Regions from separate parts of the Mus musculus genome. Here region 1 is linked to region 2. Evidence: chromatin contacts called from public HiChIP or PLAC-seq data. All regions are on one chromosome and are shown on one strand. The core of a region is the stretch at or near the end of the contact, and the rest is flanking DNA. Distances in the headings are between cores, read along the strand shown. Region 1 has its middle 16 kb from the start of Heatr1. Region 2 holds the start of Mtr (5-methyltetrahydrofolate-homocysteine methyltransferase).

What was found. HiChIP or PLAC-seq counts read pairs in DNA pulled down with a chosen protein or histone mark.
Region 1: an H3K4me3 HiChIP or PLAC-seq map of the SCID.adh cell line shows a contact between it and region 2, with 13 read pairs. The contact joins the enhancer-like site here to the promoter of Mtr in region 2. A contact is called at or near these places in 7 of 39 promoter capture datasets (the 3T3-L1 cell line, embryonic stem cells, frontonasal cranial neural crest and 3 more), 1 of 15 datasets of contacts at CTCF or cohesin (embryonic stem cells), 6 of 484 Hi-C or Micro-C datasets (CD8 T cells, macrophages, natural killer cells and 1 more), 18 of 115 datasets of contacts at active chromatin or transcription factors (the 230-238 cell line, the NIH/3T3 cell line, the SCID.adh cell line and 14 more) and 3 of 9 other capture datasets (adipose tissue, liver and pancreatic islet).

The regions. Positions count from the first base shown.
Region 1 is chr13:12,377,704-12,381,161 of GRCm38.p6, reverse strand. It overlaps the pseudogene Gm5445. Among named protein-coding and RNA genes, the nearest start is that of Heatr1, 16 kb to the left of the region's middle. Within about 2 kb of position 1,546, at least 8 of the 459 cell types and tissues checked have an H3K27ac peak or open chromatin away from gene starts, as enhancers often do. A contact at or near this core is called in the SCID.adh cell line and T-cell acute lymphoblastic leukemia, where this site is marked.
Region 2 is chr13:12,256,065-12,259,628 of GRCm38.p6, reverse strand. It overlaps Mtr (5-methyltetrahydrofolate-homocysteine methyltransferase), which reads left to right and starts at 1,516. Exons shown (of 33, transcript NM_001081128.3): 1 at 1,516-1,767.

The sequences.
Region 1 (3,458 bases), core at 297-2,796, 120 kb before region 2:
ATGTGACCACATCCCATGGCTGTGATTTTCTTTCAGCTGCCAGCATACTGTCTTTTGCTTCTTTGTTTAGCTTAATGATGAATTTACTTCTTGTTGTTGTTTTGTAAGGCTGTCTTTTTATGCATCCTAGGCTGGCCTTAAAATCATGATCCCACTGCCTCAACCATCCAAGTTCTGGGATTAAAGGCATATACCACCACTGCCACCAAAAAGTAGGTTTACCTTTTAGTCACTGTCTTAGTCAGGGTTTCTATTCCTGTACAAAACATCAGAACCAAGAAGCAAGTTGGGTAGGAAAGGGTTTATTCAGCTTACACTTCCACATTGCTGTTCATGACCAAAGGAAGTCAGGACAGGAACTCACACAAAAAAAGAAAGTTAGCTGAGTATGCCTCTAGCCAGCAAACATAGTTCTCTATGGTTTCTGCTGTACTTCTTCAGCTATAAAGTGAGTTCCTTGGTCAGAGATAATGGAACATCAAACAGGTCTGTATGACCAGCCATTTTTAGTGAACCCTGGCCTAAAGATTTCAGAAAAAACTAAAAGCCATCAGCACTATCATAGCATTCCTTCTGTAATGGTTTGTATATGCTCAGCCCAGGGAGCGGTACTATGAGAAGGTGTGACCCTGTTGGAGTAGGTTTGCTACTGTGGGTGTGGACTTTAAGACCCTCATCCTAGCTGCCTGGAAATCAGTATTTTGCTAGCAGCCTTCAGAGGAAGATGTAGAACTCTCAGCTCCTCCTGCACTATGCCTGCCTGGATGCTGACATGTTCCTGCCTTGATGATAATGGACTGAACCTCAGAACCTGTAAGCCAGCCCTAATTAAATACTGTCCTTATAAGAGTTGCCTTGGTCATGGTGTCTGTTCACAGCAGAAAAGAAAACCCTAACTAAAACATCTTTTTCCCCTTTAGCACATGTCACTCAGCACACTAAATGTACTACCAGACTTGTTTACCATCTGTCCCTCAATACAAAATATAAGCTCTATGCATGCAGAGATCAATGTCTGCCTTTTTCTGTGTCACTTCTGCAGTTTCTGGAACATGTACTGATATATATCAGGTAGTCAATAATTATTCTTTGGATTTCATATCAAGTTGACAAAAGCATTTTATTTTTCCATAGTACAATCCCTCGATACTCTTCCCAGATTGACAAGATGGCACTAAATTACAGAGATGACTCACAATTCTGTATTAATGCTTCAGCCCTTTTAGCAACAAGCAGCAAGTTCTTGATGCTAGGAGAGTAAGACAGAAGGAGCTAGAAAAACAGGGGGGATCCAATGCACAGTCAAAGATTCCACAAGTTCATTTAGAAGTCAATTGATTGGACCTCCTTAAGTTACTTTCAGAGCACTGCTGGGTACAAAGGGGAAACTTCAGAAAAGCCTGAGAAGACTGCAAGGTGCCAGAACCTGAAACCAGATCTGCCCCATGAGAAAGGCTAGGCCTGGAAGGACAGGAACAGGTCCTTTGAATGCCAAGGGCATTCAGTGCATCTGAGGATATGTTGTACTGAAGACAGGGACATCAGAGAGGGTTATAGAGGGCCCAGAGGAAATGATGTAACTCTGTGAGGAAGTAGACATCAAGCACTCACTATCTAAGAGTGACGATAATTAGAAGATAAGCTTGTCAAAAACACCAAAAAGAGACATAAAGAGAGGATGCTAAGTATGTAGCTCAGTTGGTAGAGTGCTTGCCTAGCATGTATGAGACTCAGAATACAGTCCCCATCCCTGCATTTAACAGGCATGTTAAATGCACACCTAAAATCCAACACTTGGGAGTTAAAGACAGGAGGATCCAAAGTTCAAGAACATCTTTAGCTACATAGTGAGTTTAAGGCCAGCTTGGGATACACGGAACCCTAACAAAAACCAAAAACAAACAGAACAAAAATATATGAGGATGAGCTAGAGGATATGGAAAATTGTTATATATAAAGTTTATATATGTGATAAATAACTCATAATGAGAATATTTTAAAAGTTGTTCCAAAACTACATATATTTATATGTGTTACAGTTTTACTGCTGAGAACAGACACCATGACCAAGGCAACTCTTAGAAGGACAACATTTAATTGGGCTGGCTTACAGGTTCAGAGGTTCAGTCCATTATCATCAAGGCAAGAACATGTCAGCATCAAGGCAGGCAGAGCTGAGAGTTCTACATCTTCATCTGAGGGCTGTTAATGGAAGACTGACTTCCAGGCAGCTAGGATGAAAGTCTTAAAGCCCATGCCAACAGTGACACATCTACTCCAACAAGGCCACACCTCCAAATAGTGCCACTCCTTAGGCCAAGCATATTCAAACCATGGCAGTATGTGTATGCAATATATGCATGTGTATGTATGTATGTATGTATGTATGTATATGTGTCTATATGCAAGGGGGTGTAGTAAAGAAACTACAAAATGGCTACTCTGTTATTAGGGTGGAAGGTTTTTTTTTTTTTTTTTTTTTTTTTTGTCCTGGTGCTGGTATTTTATTTCTTTGTGTACATTAGGCCATGAATTCGTATGGAATGGGCTCCAACAGCTCAGGCTCTTTTCCGTTAGTCCTCACAAAGTGTGCTTCTCTGGGTGGCACAGGCTGGTGCTTCAGCTGCACCCAGGTGCCCTTCTCTTTGGCTTCCTTTTTCTTCTGGTCCTTCTCCTTCACCTGCTTCAGGAAGCTGTCTCTGCTCTTTGAGTGCTTGATATGCTCAATCCATACGTTGATCCTCTTGGCCAGAATTTTGCCCTTAACCTGCTTGTTAACAATGATGCCCACGGCATGCTGGGTGACATTGTAGACTCTTCCGGTTTTGCCGTGGTAGCACTTATGGGGCATTCCTTTTTGAACAGTGCCCGCTCCCTTGATGTCTACAATATCACCCTTCTTGTAGATTCGCACGTATGTGGCCAAAGGAACAATGCCATGTTTCCTAAAAGGCCTAGAGAACATGTACCAGGTGCCTCTCCTCTTTCTCTTTGTGTTCGTCATTTTGGCAAGTTACTGGAAGATGGCTGCGGCGGCAGGGTGGAAGGTTTTATTGTGAGTAAGAGAGAGACAGCATCCAGAGGTTTCTGGAAGAGTCCAGAGCAGAGAAAATAAAAAACCAGACTGGACATGGCTAGGGCTAGGAAAGTGGGGCATGGAAAGATATGAGGTACAAAGTGGGTGAGTAGCTGTGGGGAGGGAAGTCTGTGAGCTAGAGCAGGCCTGGGAGTATAGGAAAGAAGTGGTGGGGCTGGTGAATAGGGACTACAGGAGCCTGGAGGCTAGAATGGACTTCGATGTGCTGATAGGCACCACAGTTATATGTCATTGGAGAGCCATATATTTCTTCTGCCAGAGGCGAGGAAAGTGATTCCTTTTGTCAGTTAGAAAAAAGTTCCTGGGGAATGTTGGCTTTTAACAAACCACCAGAAATCCTTCTATAGTCCATTTTGAGCTC
Region 2 (3,564 bases), core at 267-2,766:
CCTCCTGCCCCATGCCTGCCTGCATACTGCCATGCTCCCACTTTGATGATAATGGACTGAACCTCTGAACCTGTAAGCCAGGCCCAGTTAAATGTTGTTTTTTATAAGACTTGCCTTGGTCATGGTGTCTGTTCACAGCAGTAAAACCCTAACTAAGACAGGTGGCTACACCATGTGGTGAGGAACCATGGTCACTCCTGTGCCAGGGAAGACATCTCATACCTTCAGCACTTCTCACAATGTAACTGCTTTAGTCATATTCACCTGAAGTTGCAGTTTAGACACATGTTTTTGGGGTGTCTTTCTGGTGTCAAAACTTTTGAGGCACTTTTCAAATTTAATAAGGAACCATGTAAGGGTAGCAGCCCCTCCCTAAAGCATTCTGAGGTAGGGGGTATCCATTCTTCAAATGAATGTGAGTGAAGCAGCCCAAGGTGCTTCCTTAATTCCTCTGGAGTGATGCTGTGCCATGCTGGTCTTTGCTTCTAGTAATAAAACATCAAATTAGGTTTGGAGGGAACTTTGATCTTCCTAAGGGAAAAAAATGTTATGTTTTATTTGTGTATTTCCTCTGACTAAAAAAAATATACCCTTCCTTTAAGACCCAACTACTTTGTTTGTTTGTGTGTGTGTGCGTGTGTGCATTGTATGCATGTCTGTGTGCTAAGATAAATGAGCTCCTGTATTGCAGAGCCCAAAGGAGACCATCTGTATTCTCCTTTCTCACTATCCACCTTATTTCTTTAGCCAGGATTGTTTTCTGAACCTGTAGCTCACTGGCTTTTCATTCAGACTGGCAGCTAGCAAAACCCAGGAATCTTCCCGTCTCTGCCCCAGATACTTATTTGCCTTAGAATACCATAAACCCTTTGGGATGTTTCCTACTTTCTTCTTTCCATGTTTAATTATTTGTGCAAGTTCTTACTGGCCCACTTGTGCTATCCAAGTGTGTATCTCAACTTGAGTGTTTTACTCAGTAAATGTTTAGTATCAGTGTGGCCATTAGCATCTATAGTGCCTCATAATTTCCATAGTGTACTCACGGGTTCTTTTTTTAACCCCTGTTGCAAGCCTATAAATTAATAGTCACTTTCATTCTAGTCTTTCTTTTCTGTGGATGAGGGAGACAAGATATTTAGTGTCTGCAAAACTAAGCTACAATTAATTTTCTGACTTCAGATTCCTGGCCCTTGATACTCCACCACTGATGAGAGCCAATACTATAGTATGAATTTTTCGACTAGAACTTGGAGAGGTCTTTGGGAACCATTTCCAGAACTCAGGGAAGAGACGCTCTGGTCTCCATAGGGACCCAGTACTCAGGACTACATCTCCCATAGGGCCACGGAGCAAAGCCTCCGGCGATTGGGTAACGACCAACAGCCTATACACGGCGGCGAGGAGCTGTTGAGGGCCAATCACATGCCGGGAAGGGGGCGGGCCCTCCTGCCGGAGGCTAGATTGAGCGGAGAGCTAACGGCGCAGTGGCGGCGGCGGCCGTCTCTACGTCGTCAATTCCTTTAGTCTGTCGCTGCGGCCTTGCTCTGTAGCGGGGAGCTCTGCGCTTGGGAGTTCCGTAAGAAGCGCGTGCCCGAGGCACGGTACCCGGAGGCCCGGTGTGTCGGCTCTGGAGCTTCGGGGATCTTGTCAGTTCGTCAGGCCAGAAAACGCTGGCTGGAGCCGCCCGCGGTGGAATTCTTTGGAGATCAAGCCTTCCCTGCTTGAGGAGGACTCTTGGCGGCGCGTCGCCTGCGCTGTTGTCACTCGGTAACTCCTCCATCCAGGTCTAGCGGTTCTGTGGGTGCCTCGGCTCTCCAGGAGTTTCTCCTTCGGAGACCCAGCCTGGAGTTCGGGGGGGACGCGGTCCTTGCTGGGTCTCTTTCTTCACTCACCCGCACACGCTCGGTCCGGTGGCGGAGCGACGAGCGCTGCCTTTAGCGCTGCAACTTCTAGCAACAACTTCCCGCGGGGCTCCTGGGAAGTTCTGCATGATATAACTGTATTCAGTAAATGTTTACGGAAAGCTGTCTGCCCGAGACGAGTTCAGATGCTGGGAGGCCGGTAAGGCAGCCTAGACAGTTGAACCACGTGGGGTTTTAATTTCCTTTTCTACTCTTTACTTTTGGAAACTCTGGCTTTAGCTTGACGGTTGCCTGACTGGACTCTCAGTACCCAGGAGTGGGGATGGAAGGCAGAATAGTAATCGCAAATTACTCGGATATTGGTGGCTCTGGCCTCCACAATGAGAAAAGACACAAAGGGAGTATAATTTCAGTTTTGAGTGTCTTAAAGATTTGGAGAGAGATTCCTATAAGACGTGTGAGTGAGGTAAGACGTAGAGTCGAGAGAATTAGTAATAAGGACATCAGGTTGTGCTTGCCCAGCGGACAGGAAGCTCTGGTTTAGTTAATCCCTAGCTCTGCATAAAGCTAGACTCGAAGGGGTTTACGTCTAAGGCTATTCTCTGGAACACAATGAGTTCTGGACCAGCCTCGGTAACATGAGATCCTGTTTCTTTTTAAGACAGAACAGTGAGTATGGTGTGGCATAGTGTGTAGCCCTAGGAGGAGGGTGAATATCTGACAAATAGGGCTGGTAGAATTGTTCTTGAAACCAGTGGGACATTGCCCGGCAGCACATTGCTGTTGCTATAAAAAAAGATCGCTCTTTTTCATAGAGTTACGGCATGGTTATTTAGTCTTTTAGGGCTTCAGGCTTCTTCCTTTCTTTTTAGAAAAAGAAGAGTAATTGAATATAGTTATTGCTGCAGAAAGCCTCTGAAAATTTAGAATAGATTAAATAGTGATCCCTTGCAGAAAATGAGAGAAAATGGTTGGCTATTTGCACCTGGCCCTGCTCTCTTCTCCACTTTCCTCCATGGGTGAACATCAAGTTCTAGGCTCCTTACCTGTAGCTTAGAAATAGTTCTGCCTCTCTCACCTATGTGTTGGTATTACAACCACGTTGCTTTAACATCCTAAAAAACCCTTAGCCACTGGTGTCCAGCTTTTGTTTTTTGTTTCTTTCTGTGTTATTTACTGTTATACTGTCAAGTCTCAAGGAAGAACTAAGATTACCGAACTTCAAGGTTGAACTGAAAGCTGGATATGTCCCAGGCTGTGGATATGGTTCAGTGGTGGAATGCTTGCCAAGAGTAAATCCCTCCAGCAGATGGTCAGGGAGAGGGTATAACCTCAGACCCTGTGTGTGAGAAAGTTTCTGCTGCAGCTTCTAGTGATCTCATGTTTCTCCCTTGCATGCTTTTATGAACTTAGCTAAGAGTGACTAATGGAAGAATGAATAAAAGGAGCCAGTGAATTGGTAGCAGCTCAGATCTCTTCTGGCCTTTAAAAATTAGTGGGAGAAAAAAATATTTCAAAAATGAGATAATATGTGAACAGATGCCTATAAAATGTAGCAAATCAGTTCAATCTAGAGATTAGAGGCCCCAGATGAAAGATGTGTCCTCCAAGGAGCTTGTGGAGCAGATTGTAAAGTAGCCAAAGCGGGAAACTGCTGAGAATGCATTGAGGTAGTTTGCTTGTAGTGCAAAAAAGAGAAGTA